Linked DNA regions of Sus scrofa: regions 1 and 3 are each linked to region 2. A link is a contact called in public Hi-C data. All regions are on one chromosome and are shown on one strand. The core of a region is the stretch at or near the end of the contact, and the rest is flanking DNA. Distances in the headings are between cores, read along the strand shown. Region 1 overlaps KCNQ1 (potassium voltage-gated channel subfamily KQT member 1). Region 2 holds the start of CDKN1C (cyclin-dependent kinase inhibitor 1C). Region 3 overlaps KCNQ1 (potassium voltage-gated channel subfamily KQT member 1).

What was found. Hi-C and Micro-C count contacts between places; a contact is called where the count stands out from the background.
Region 1: a Hi-C map of epiblast stem cells shows a contact between it and region 2, with 1.8 times the contacts expected there. The contact joins the enhancer-like site here to the promoter of CDKN1C in region 2. A contact is called at or near these places in 4 of 47 Hi-C or Micro-C datasets (embryonic fibroblasts, epiblast stem cells, fetal liver and 1 more).
Region 3: a Hi-C map of undifferentiated spermatogonia shows a contact between it and region 2, with 2.4 times the contacts expected there. The contact joins the enhancer-like site here to the promoter of CDKN1C in region 2. A contact is called at or near these places in 8 of 47 Hi-C or Micro-C datasets (alveolar macrophages, epiblast stem cells, fetal skeletal muscle and 5 more) and 1 of 2 datasets of contacts at active chromatin or transcription factors (skeletal muscle).

What each region holds. Positions count from the first base shown.
Region 1 is chr2:1,883,794-1,887,876 of Sscrofa11.1, reverse strand. The region is part of intron 11 of KCNQ1 (potassium voltage-gated channel subfamily KQT member 1); the gene reads right to left. Among named protein-coding and RNA genes, the nearest start is that of CDKN1C, 140 kb to the left of the region's middle. Within about 2 kb of position 2,751, at least 12 of the 83 cell types and tissues checked have an H3K27ac peak or open chromatin away from gene starts, as enhancers often do. A contact at or near this core is called in epiblast stem cells and fetal liver, where this site is marked.
Region 2 is chr2:2,020,539-2,024,608 of Sscrofa11.1, reverse strand. CDKN1C (cyclin-dependent kinase inhibitor 1C) reads left to right here and starts at 2,517. Exons shown (of 4, transcript XM_021082622.1): 1 at 2,517-2,897; 2 at 3,079-3,743. The coding sequence starts at 3,089.
Region 3 is chr2:1,856,985-1,861,194 of Sscrofa11.1, reverse strand. All of the region lies in intron 11 of KCNQ1 (potassium voltage-gated channel subfamily KQT member 1), which reads right to left. Among named protein-coding and RNA genes, the nearest start is that of CDKN1C, 160 kb to the left of the region's middle. Within about 2 kb of position 1,329, at least 34 of the 83 cell types and tissues checked have an H3K27ac peak or open chromatin away from gene starts, as enhancers often do. A contact at or near this core is called in retroperitoneal adipose tissue and undifferentiated spermatogonia, where this site is marked.

The sequences.
Region 1 (4,083 bases), core at 1,502-4,001, 140 kb after region 2:
CTTCTGAAGAGAGGGTGCCATCGGTGGCCTCCTGGACAGCAGAGTGTCAGGGTGGCTGGACGGAACCCCCCACCACCACGGCACCCCAACCTGTGCCTCCCTGGGCTGCTTTCTGCCTCTCCTCTGTGCTGCACGGTCCCCGGGGAAGATGGGCCGCATGTGGCAGCAGTGAGGTCCCATCTGAGATCACAAGGTAGAACCTGAGGGGCTTGCCTGGAGCTGAGAGGGGGACATGGGACAAGGAATGAAGTCCACCCGCCCGACGGGGAGAGCCTGGCTGGCATCCTTGTGCTGTGCCCAGAGCGAGGTGGGCGCGGTGGTGGGTGGCTTGTGGCCTTGGCGCCCTTTCCTGGGACTTTCTCGCTGACACACAGCTGGAATGTGCCAGACTCACCAGGGCCTGAATTCCCGAGGGGCCGGCATTCCGACCGTGGGACGAGGCCATCGTGGTACTGGTCTCCCCATGTGACAGCGGGAGCAGGGGCAGTGGTGCACCCTGCAAACCTGAGTCAGGTCGCCAGGAGCCCAGCAGACCTCAAATCGGGGAGCTAAGAGCTGTCCCTGGAGGGGGCAGCCTGGGTGGTAGTGGGGTGGCTCCCCTGCTGGGAACAGCCGGGGTTGGGGGGGGGACGACACACCTGGCCAGCCCCACCTCCTCCCGCCAGGCCCAGGGCCCCAGAGGCTGCCTTCAGCATGGCCAGAGGTAGGAGGTGGCTTAGAACAAATGGTGACAAGGCCTCTCTCCTTTTCCTTTAAGCTCAGTGGCTGGAGCAGCGAAGCACCAAGGCCAGGGCTCTGCTCCTTTGGGCAGATCCTGCCAGGGCAACTGGGGCCCACCGGCCGGGCTCCTGTCCGCAGCTCCCTTTCCCTTGAGCTTCCCATTCAAGACACGATGGCTGCCCTCCCCAGCTCCGAGTCTGCCTCTGCAGTGATGCCAGGACGGGAGCAGCTGTGGCCACCCAAGCCCGCTGGGCAGCACCCGCTGCCTGGGGACAGGGTCAACCTCCCAGGCCCCGTGTGGCCAGCCCCGCCACCCTGCGAGCCGTCCTGCTCCCCTTCCAGCTCCTACAAGGCACCCTCTGGGAAGAGAGGCCGAAGCAAAGTCAGGGAGCTGCAAGGAAGGTGGCCCCGAGCCTGGGAGTCTGGGCGCCCCAGGAGCTGGCAAAAGCACAGACAAGACTCTCCCTCAGAGCCTCTGGAAGAAACAGCCCGGCCCGACCGGCACCTTAATTTTCAGCCTCTGAGATCCGTTTTGGACGTCCGACCTCAAGACCTGTGCGATGATACATTTATCTTTGTTTAACTCCACTAAGGTTTGCGGGAATGTGTTACAGCAGCTCGAAGACGCGAAAGCCGCCGCCTCTCTAACCGGCGGGGAACCTGCCACCCTCCCCACTGCCCCGCCTCCGCCCGCCCTCGGGGCCCAGCAGCCTCCGCCCAGCTCTCCCAGCCTCGCCCCTGCCCCTCGGCAGCCCATCCCCCTCTGCAGCTGGCGACCCTGCCACCATCTAGGCTGGGCCGGGGACGACCTCAGAGCCAATAGCAGCACCCTCGGGCGACACCCAGAGTCCCGGCTACGTCGGCCCCCCTCCCTTAGCACGCCCCCGCCTCGATAGGGACAGGCCCCATCCACCGCCCAGCCCTGGCTTTTTCCTTGCTTCTCAATAAAAACTGAAGCGCTAAATACATTTCCCTTTGTATCTGATGACTGTCCATAGCTCCTGGTGGAACATCGGCCCTTCCAGGATGTGTCAGGTTCTCAGTTTTGTATCCATTCTTGCTGATTTGTGTCAATTTCGTGTCAAAGTCCTATCAATCTGTATAGACTCTGCAGCGCCAGCCCTGCACCTGGAGCAGGTGTCCCCGTTTGTCAAACAAAGCACGCGTGTCCCTCCGTGAGGACCGGGGTATTTGATCTAATTTAATTGCCAGCAGCCCTGCAGCTCGGGGCGGGGACGTTATGGCCCCATTTCACAGGTATAGCTACCGAGGCCCAAGAATGTTGTCCCCAGCCCTGTGGCTCCACCCTGTTGGGACACTCCTGGGAGGAGTGCGAGGGGCAGATTCCGGCGGGACAGGGCTGGCCCCGGGGTCTGCCCTCGAGGGAGGCCCGGCTTAGGGGTCCCTGGCCCCAGCGCCCTTTGTGCCTGTGTCCAGAGCGAGCGGGCGGCGGGCGCGGCGGTGGATAAACGGGCCATTGTTCTGGCCGGCACAGTTGCCAGCGTCGTGCACAACAGCCGCTGTGTCTGCAGCAGCTCCCAGAACCAATCAACACCTTATCACCAGCATTAATCACCCGCTATCGGCCCCAAATCAGGCAAACACTTCTGGGGAGTTCAAACCCCTGACTTCACAGAAGTTTCTGTGTAATAATAGATTAAGTTTCTGGTGGCTCAACAGCATCCACCGAGGCTGGTCCTCTGGGCTGTCGAGGGCGTGGGGAGCCATGGAGGGGCTGGGGGCTGCCGAGGCCCTGAGGCCAGAGCCGGTCTGCCACTGGCCCTGGTGGGGCCTCCTGGGACACCCCTCCCCCAGCCCAAGCCCCCAGGGACCATAGGGGCCATCCCTGTCTCCCTGGGCCAGCCTCTGCGAGGACCAGGCCCCCGGCCCCTGCCCTTGTCCTCCCCAAGGCCCCGCTGTGTGGACGGGCTTCCTCGGGTGGTTTTGGAAGCTCCAGGAGGAAGTGGCCTGGACCCTGATGGGCAGAAACGACAGCTCCCCTCCCCCCACCCGACCCCAGCCTGCTGCTGTCTGAGCTGAGCTGGTAATGGACCTGGGGCCACAGGAAGGGCTGGGAGGAGCCACAGGCAGAGCCAGAGTGGGGGTGGGGGGCCGAGGAGGCAAGAGAGGAGAGGCCTGCCTGGGGAGGGGCGGGCAGGCCACCGTGAGACCTGCGGAGGCCCTGGGCTGGACAGGACGGAGGGACAAGGAGGGGGCCAGGCGTAGGGAGGGCGCCCAATGAGGGCAGGGGTCCCCCACCGCCGCCCCCCCCGGCTCCCCAGAGGAAGGATCGCCCGCCTATGTCTCCACCCCATCACAGAGTGAGCAAAGCAGGGGCCCGGGTCAGCCACGTGCGTTTCCCATGGACGTGTCCTTGAATCCTGGATGCTGCCCGCTCACCCTTCCAGTCCCCACAGCCCCGTCCACGGGCCCGCTCTGCCCTGGAGCCTGGTCTCTGCGGGTTACATTCCAGGCTCCTTTCTGGAGCCTTCCGGTTCGGGTCTGGGCCTCCCTGCTGCCCGTGACCACCCCCCACCCCATCTTGGGTCCCCGCTCCTCCCCTCAAGGTAAACTGTTCACTTGGCCTTTGCTCCCCAGGGCTCCAGGACCCTCCCCCTCCCTCCATCCTCTGAGTCAGGGTAGGCTCTGCGCAGGCGAGGACATTAGCCCCAGATTCCTGCCGGAGGCCCCAGGGTTCCCAGCACCCCGCCCTCATGGATAATCCCGCAGTGTGTCTGCTTTCTGTGGAGTCCTGCCCCCACACAGGGCTCCATCTCCGGTCCGCAGATAAGGAAACGGAACCTCGGACAGGTTTTGGCTGAGATTCGGATCTGGGGTGCCTGCCCCGGAGGCCCTCGCGCCCCCCAAGCGGCCCCCTGACTTCTCAGACACGGAGATTTGGAGGCCTCCGCTGCTCAGGAACCCCACTGTCCCTGGGCTGGCGCCCCGGAGCCCAGAGTGGACCCTGCCTCGGCCGCCTCGGGCGGAAGTGGTCACCACGGAACCTCAGAATCGGGCGTAAACTAGACGGGGCAGCAGAAGGCAGGCTCGGGCCTTCCTGCCGGGAGGTTTAAAGACAACTCAGGTTTTTAGACCCTTGGGGATGGGGCGCCAGGCACGGACGGCCTGAGCCCAGTGTCCGCAGCCATCCCTCCACCCGTGGGACAGACCCAGGGGAGCCCAAGGCCCTGGGCGAAGGCATCCTGCCCGCCTTTAAGGGGTACGACATCTGCTGGAAGCTGACGAGAGGGCACCCAGGTGCTCTTCCTGAGCCTCTGGGGGGGCAAATCTGGCCCTGGTTCTGGGGCTGTGGGGCGGTGTCCCTCTGCCAGGCCCGGCGCTGCTACCTGCTGAGCAGAGGGA
Region 2 (4,070 bases), core at 1,268-3,767:
CCCTGCTGTTTACCCTGGTGGTTTACCCAGGCTCCAGGCTCCAGGTCTCCCGCTTTCTGGTCCTTTCCCTGTAAAACAGGTGAGGCCCAGCAAGGGATCCAGGAACACATGGGCTGGCTGGCGGTGGGCTGCACAGCCGCTTCGCTGTGGGGCCTGACGCATATGGGACATCCACTCTCAGTCCTCGGACGTGGGACCCTGAGTCACATGCTGCTGGGCTTGTCACTGTGGAGGCCCCGGGACCCACCTGCCTGCACTCAGCTGGCACCCATGGAGGTGTCCAGTGTGCCTCAAAGGCAGCAGGAGTGGCCTTCCCAAGCCTGTCCCCGGACAGTGGAGGGGGATCAGGGTTGCACGGAGGCCTGAGGCAGGGCCAGCTCCTGCTAATTCATTAAGCGTGCACCAGGTCCCCTGCTCTTGGGGGGCCCAGGGCAGGTAGGTACTTACACCACGGGGCAGTCCCTGCCAGCGAGGAGAGTGCTGGCTCCTCTGGGTGTCCAGGGCCGGGCTGTGAGTGAGGTGGCTTTCCTTGTGTTGGAAGGCAGACAGCCCGGTGGCCCAGCTGGGGCTGGGGGTGGCCCCTTCCCTGGCCTGCCCTCCGGGATGGCCACAACAGGGCGTCCCGACGACCTCTTGGGAAATCCTTGCGGCCATGTGGTTCCACATTTTGTGGTCATTACCCACGTGTCCTGTGCGCATGGTCCCTGGGGAGGTTGGTGTGGCTGTGGCATGAGGGTGGGATGAGGTCCTGCCTCCTGAGCCCAGGCCAGATGAGATGGGCTCCACCCAAGGGGTCCGAGGGGCCAGGGGAGCCCTTGTCATCTTGTTTTCCCGAAAATAAAAATATTGGAGCATCTGTACTTGCTGTGGGAAAGTTGCAATGCAGTGTACAAACCAGAATAAAGACGCCAACACGAATGGTCAGCTTCGGTCCTGCTATGAAGAGCTGAGCGCGGGCCACCTGCCCTGTCTTATCCGGACTGCTTCCCTGCCCTGTCCCCCGCCTCACCTTAAAGCTTGCCTCTCCTGATCCCCCTCCAGGACACATCTGCATGCTATCACGGAGCGCCAGCCCTGCAGTATCCTGGCACCCCCCTGAGCCTTTGGGGGAGGCAGGCAGGTGGAGGTCCAGTCGCCTTACCTGCCTCTCTCACCGAGGTCACAGGCTCACCTGGGACAGGGCTGAGAGCTCAGGGCTCCGGTGGGCCCACCAGCCGCTGCTCGGCTGTCCCCCTTCCTGCCTGGGCAGGCTGAGCCCAGGGGAAATCAGCAGAAACTAATGGTCTCCTGTGGCCTCTCCCAGTAGGGATGGCCACGGGGGAGGGTCAGGGGCCTACCAAGGAGCAGGAGAGTGGGTCATGGGCCCTGCCTGGCAGGGCCTCCCCTTTCTGGGCTGGCCTCTCTCCCTGGCACTATGGCAGAGCCCACTGGCTTGCATGCCCTGTCACGCATTCTTAGGGGCGTACTTTCCCAACCAACAATGACTACAGGGCCCAACCGAGAGGGTGCTAGCCGTCCCGGAGGTCGAAGAGAGGTACCGCCCCTGGAAGCAGCTGAAGCAGGGCTGTCTGGGTGCCTGCCCACCACTGCCCCCCAACCCCTCGGCGGGGGCGGGGGTAGTTCCTGTGTGACAAGGGATAAGGCTGGGCCAGAGGATCAGCAATACTCAGTCAGGGCCCCAGGCAGGCCGGGCCAGGCCCACCCCTGTGTAGAAGCCTCCAGTGCCCCGTCCAATACCATCCAGCACAAGAGCGTCCAGCAGGCCAGCCTGGGCAGCCTGGTGTGGCTGCAGCCTGGCCCAGGCGTGAGGTGGCTGAGCACCGACGCAGTGGCATGGTGGGCATAGCTCAGGAGGGCAAAGCCAGGTGTCCATCTGCCGGGCAGGGAGGGCAGCCCCCAAGAACTAACAGACCTGGCTCCAGGCGATGAAGAGCCGGTCTCGATGGGCCCGCGGCTTCGCTCTTGGAGAAAGAGCGTTACAGAGCCTCCCGCCCCCTGGTCCCCCAATCTCCTCTCCCCGCGCGTGGACCTTAGGGCCAGCAGGTGTGTCAGGGCTCCAGGTGCGCGGAACCCTTCCAGGGACATAAGCCTCCCGCGCAACAGGTCGCGCGGGGGCAGCCGAAGACCCCATCTAGCTCCAGCCAAGGACGAGCTGGCCGCGGCGGGTTAGAGGCTCGTCAGCTGGCGCGGGAGGCCCGAAAGGGCGAGCGGGAGCGGCGGGACTGGGAGCCCCTCGGGCGGCGAGCGGGGCCAGGCCGGATGCCGGTCCTGCGAGCGGCTGTCGCCGCAAGCCGGGGAGAGCGCTCCCTCCGGCCGAAGGGGGGCGCCCGCGCCACCGCAGCCCAGCAGCCCCCGCCTGCAGACAAAGGAGCCGGCGTGGGGCGGGAGCGCGGGGGGGTGGGGGAATGGGGCGAGGGGGCGGGGCGCCGCGGTGTCACGTTACCGCCCGCAGCGCCCTTTAACTCGGGCTCCGCCCCGCGCCCCGCCCCCTCCCCGCCACTGCGCGCGCCCCGCGCCCCGCCAATCGGCCCTCGCGCCCCGCCCCGCCCTCGGGTGGGTGTGTGCAAAGGGCCAATGGGCGGCGGGCGGGGGCCGGGCCGCCAGAGGGGCGGGGGGAGCGCGGCGCCCGCCAATCGCCGCGGTGTTGTTGAAACTGAAAATACTACATTATGCTAATAGCAGCGGGGCCCGCGCCCGGAGGGTGGGGGGGTGGGACCCTCGCGTATAAAGGGGCGCGCGAGGACTGGGCGTTCCACAGGCCAAGTGCTCTGCGCTCGGTGGGTGCCAGCCAGGCCAGAGCCAGCCTAGCGAGCGAGGACAGGCACTGAGGGGGCGCGGCCGCCGGCCGGACGACACAGCGAACGAGACTCAGGAGCAGTCCACGGCCCGACAGCCAGGTAGCCGCCGCGCCGCCCTCCCGCTGCGTCCCTTTGCAAATGCAGACTCCGGCTACTCGGGGTCTCACTTGCTCCCGGCCTCCGCCCTCCTTTCCTCTCCTCTTCCTCCTTTTCCTCTCTCCTCCTCTCCCGCCGCCCGGCCCGCGCAGCCCTCGGACTTGTCCGACGTGTGTCTCCGCAGCGTGTTGGCAATGGAGCGCCTCGTCGCCCGCCGCACCTTTCCCCTGTTCGCGCGCACCAGCGCCTGCCGCAGCCTCTTCGGGCCGGTGGACCACGAGGAGCTGAGTCGTGAGCTGCAGATCCGTCTGGCTGAGCTGAGCGCCGAGGACCAGCGTCGCTGGGACTACAACTTCCAGCAGGACGTGCCACTGCGGGGCCCCGGGCGCCTGCAGTGGACCGAGGTGGACAGCGACTCCGTGCCCGCCTTCTACCGCGAGACGGTGCAGGTGGGGCGCTGTCGCCTGCTCCTGGCGCCTCGTCCGCGCCCGGACGGCGCGAGCGATAGCCCGCCCCCCGGGCCGCCGGCCGATGAGTCCCTCGACGGCCTCGGGGAGGCGCCGGAGCCGCCGTCCAGCGGCCCCGCCGTCGCGCCCGCCCCGGCCCCGGCCCCGGCGCCGCAGGAGAGCGCTGAGCAGGAGGCGGTCTCGCCGCCGCGCAGCCAGGAGCCCCTAGCCGAGCCGCCGCACTCAGGGATTTCGGGGCGCCCCGCGCCGGGCACTGCCGCCACTGCCAACACCGCTGCCGCCGCCGCCGCCGCCGCCGCCACTGCCGCCGCCGCCGCCGCTGCCACCACTGCCGCCGCCGGAGGCGCCGCGATCAAGAAGCTGTCCGGGCCTCTCATCTCCGGTGAGTCCCGCGCAGCCCCGCCCCGGCCCGGCCCGGCCCGGCCCTGCTTTGTCCGGCCGGCCGGGCTCCTCGGCCCTCGGGGGCCTCACTTGGTCCCCGCCTCCTCCGTGGCATTAAAGGGCCCGCAGCGCGCGGGGCGCGGCTGCGCCCGCACCCGGTCCCCACCCTGTTGTGCTCTCGAAAGGCTCACGGGGGAGGGATGGGAGGGCGCGCTCTGGCCCCCTCGGAGCGCGACCGTCGCCCCGGCCGCTGGCGCCCCTCCCCGGGCGCGGCCGGGCGCGGCGATCGCGGCGCGGAGGGGGTTAAGAGCGGCGGTAGCCCCGGGGG
Region 3 (4,210 bases), core at 80-2,579, 160 kb after region 2:
AAAACTGTTAAGAATTTCAAGCTGGTGACAAAAGTGCATTAAATCCTAAGTATGGGACCCTCCTAAGGGCCAGGAGCCCTTGGTACTGGTTACAACTGCCTCCAGGACAGGCAGATGCCAGAAAACCCCCAGCCAGGTGGTGAGGGCAGATGGGCCCCTGAATCAGCTTGTCGCCTGGTCCTCTGATGGGCTGGGCAGTGGACAGGGAGATGGCCAATCTGGGTAGTTTCCGAAGCTCGGAGAGCAAGGTGTTGACACGTGAAAAGATACCACCTTCCCTTTCTCTTCTGGGCTGAACCACACAAAACAGACTCAGTCACTGCTGGAGAGAGTCTTGGCTCCTTGGAGACATGTATTTCAGGCAAAGCAGTGGAGATGAGTGGCCTTGTTGCGTGCGGGGTAACATGGGGTACCAACTTCGAGGGCCAGGGGTAACAACTTCTGAGAACATACCGAGAGTTCCACGCTCCAAAACTATGTTTTCAATTCGAATGAGAGGTCCAAACCGCTCCAGACTTGCTGATAAAATCTCAGTGGAGCAAGAGCTCCCTGAGGGCAGGGTTTCTGACTGCTGTTTACGGCACTGCTGGCACATAGGAGGAGCTCAGTGAGAGGGAGAGATGGACGGATGGGGAGATGGATGGATGGACGGAAGGGCGGGTGGGTGGAGAAGTGGATGGACGGGAGGGAGGAAGGGTGGGTGGGTGGATGGATGGATGGAGGGAGGAAGGGTGGGTGGGTGGATGGATGGATGGAAGGGAGGAAGGGTGGGTGGGTGGATGGAGGGTGGACAGGTGATGGGTGCAGAGATGGGTAGACAGATGGTTATCAGGGAAGACAGTCAAGAGACAGAGGAAGGGCCTGGGATCCAGGCGAGGGGGAGAAAGGAGGGCAGGGTGTCGCAGACACAGCCGCCAGGGTCCAGGCGGAGGGCCGCCCACACGGGCCACCCCACCCCTGCCAACTCCCACAGAGCGACCTGGGCAAGTCGCGGCACCTTCCTCTCAGGGTCTCCTGAAGACTGAGGAGCAGAGCCCCTGCGGGAGGTGCAGCGGTCCAGGGAAGAGCCTGTGGAGGGCCACAGATGTTGCGCGGGGTCACCTTGTGGTGCGCAGCGTTGCACGGAAGGGAAACCTAGGAGCGCAGCGCGCCCCGGACCGTGACGGGACCTGAGCGGGAGGGCGGCGGCTGGGAGCGCTGCGGTGGGGGTGGCGCAGCCCTGGAGCTGGGAGGGCCGGGCGGGGCGCGGCACGTGGAGCAGGGCTAGTCCGGCCAATGTGAACCCAGGTGGCATCAGCATCAGCGCTCTCGGCCAATGGCACAGCGCGGCACACCGCTTTCCGCCCCCAGCCAATCCACGCGGCGGCCCGTGGCACGCCCACCCGCAGGCCATCCAATCAGTGGCTGGATGGCCGCCACGTCAACCTGGGTCGGGCGCCACCGCGGCCACTCCGCAGTCGATCGCTGCACCTGGTACGCGCCGGCTGCGCGCTCCGTGGTCTCCTCGGTGCCGCGCTCCGCAGGCTGAGCTCAGCTCGGGCCGCGCTCCTCAGTGCCGCGCTTTGCTCACGGCCGCGGCCCACTCAGTGCCGCGCTTCGCTCACGTCCGCGGCCAACTCAGTGCCGCGCTTCGCTCACATCCGCGGCCAACTCAGTGCAGCGTTGCGCTCACCACCGCGGTCAACTCAGTGCCGCGCGCGGCTCAGGGGCCCCCCGAACTCCGGACGCGGTCGCACCCGGCGGCGCAGGGACGGGCGCTCGCTGCTGAGCGGAGGTGAGCTCCACATGTGGCAGGCGGGTGGTGGGATCGCCGCGGTCAGCTGCTTGGGTCCGCGTCGCGAGCCAGGGGTCTGGGCCCCGCGTCCGTGTTCGGGTCCGTGTTGTGGGTCTGCGTGCCGGTCGAGGGCCGGAGGGTCACGGCCCCGAGTCTGGGCTCAGGTCTATGTTGTGGGTCCACGTCGCGGGTTGACGGTCGGGATCAGGAGTGCGGGGTCGGGTCCGCATTGCGGGTCGAGGGCCAGAGGCTTGGGGCCCTGAGTCCGGGGTCGGGTCTGCGTCTTGGGTGGAGGATCCAGAGCTCCGGAGTCCGGGGTCCGGTCTGTGTTGCGGGCCCGCATCCTGGGTTGAGGGTCGGGATCCGGAGTTCGGGGTCGGGTCGGTGTTCGGGTCCTTGTTGTGGGTCTGTGTTGCAGGTTGAGGGTTGGAGCCCCGGAGTCCGGGCTCCCGTCCGTGTCCCGGGTCGAGGGCTTTAGGGTCGGGGCCCCGAGGCGGGGATCGCATCGGTGTTGGGGGTCCGCGTTGCAGCTTGAGGGTCGGGGCCCCGAGTCCTGGGTCCGGTCTGTGTAGCGGGTCTGCGTTCCAGGTCGAGCGCCAGAGGGTCGGGGCCGGGTCCTTGTCATGGATCCGCGTGGCGGCCCGGAGGGTCGGGTCCCCGAGGCCGGCGTCAGGTCTGCGTCGCGGGTCCGCCTTGTGGCTCTGCGTCGGGGTCGGATCGCCGGGGTTTAGAGGTCCAAGCAGGGGAGGGGAGACCGGGAGCCGGGTGTGGCCCCCACCTGCCTTGTGGTGCGGAGTCCGCGTGGGGATCCGATTTGTGAGGAGGGGCTCGGCCGGAGCCGGACTCTCGTTCTGAGTCGGGGTCCAGGTAGGGGATGGGAGCATGAATTTAAGTCCAGGCGTCGAGTCGTGGGGGAAGGGCTGAGTCAAAGGTTGTTCCGGATGTGGGGTCGCCGCACGGGCGGGGGATGGGAGCAGGACGTAGAAATCCTGGTCACGTGGGGGATGGGAGCAATGGGTGGAGTCGGGGGTCTCTGCCGGCGGTCGCCAGGGCCCGGGTGCTTCAGCCTGACCCACCCGCACCTTTTCCGCAGAGTGGGCGGTGCGCCTTGGCTGGGGCTGTGGTGGGCGCCTCTGCGCAGCTACGGCCGTCCTGGGTTGAGGCTCAAGTGCGGCAGCGTTGCTGGTAACAGTAGCACCTGCATTTGAGCCGTGTCTCCTGGTCCCTTTCCGCTGCCCCCTGGGCGCTGGCAGAGCTCTTCTGGAAGGGCCTTTTCTGGTTTGTCCCCTGCTGCCTGCTCCACACCTAGCCGGGCGCCTGTTACACCGCCTTGCTCAGGCAGGACTTGTTGAAGGCGCGCAGGCGGGCAGGATTACTCAGATTTCTACGGTGTCTCAAATGATCCATTTCTGCACCTGTTTTCCAGATCATCACTAAGAGAAAAATTTCAGGATTGGGTTGCTTGATTACAGTTCTGTTTTAGTGTGTTTTCAAACACGCTGAAGAGAAAAGGGACCTGCTGCAGGATTTATGCTGCAGCTAGAGGGATCTTTTAAAATTGCGACTCAGAGCATGTCCAAATTCGAGTCGAGAGAGCACAAGAAGAGACAATTGTGAACATTTCCCTCGTGCGCGTAGATGCAGCCGCCCTCGTGCACAGCACTTGCTGACTGAAGCCCGGAGAACCTCCGACAGTTCTTAAACAAGTGGGGTTTCTCCTAGGGATGCAAAGTTGATCCGAAGTCCGAAATTCTACCCATGTAATCCGCCACATTAAGGTTCTCCCAATAGAGGCAGAAAAATTATGATATGATACATTTTAATGCCTTCATAAGATGGGGTGGGGTGCATGCCTTAGCCAGCCAGGACTAGAACGGACTCCCCTAACCTGATACAGGTTCACGTACAAAACCTGCAGGTTTCAGCACACTTCGCAGAGACACCAAGGGTGCAGCCGTCCCTTTAAGACAAGGAGCGCACAGAGGATGCCATCCCGGCCTCCCCCAGCACAAGAAAGGACAAGGAGGGGTGGGGGGGGGACTTTCGCTCTAAGATAGTTTGTATCAGGATTGTTAAACATTTTGGTCCTAGGAGCCTTTGTACTGTTAAAAACTATTGAGCTTCCCAGGGAGCCTTTGTTAATTGAGCGTGTCTGTTGATAGTTACCTTCTTAGAGCTGAGAAACACTTGAAACACAGGACACAACAAGCGCATATTCCAGTGGGGTCACGCAGCCTCTGGAAAACTCTTTAACTTCGTGAGAGTGGAAGCAGAAGTGGTCGAGGCTGTCTGAGGATTATCATGAAAATAGTCTGGACCCTGAGAAAGAGTCTCGGGGGCTCTCTGGGGTCCTCGTGGGCCACCCTCTGAATGAAAACCCCTGAGCTGTGCGAAAAAAATGCACCTTTCAGAACTGACTAAAGAGAGGCTTCAGCA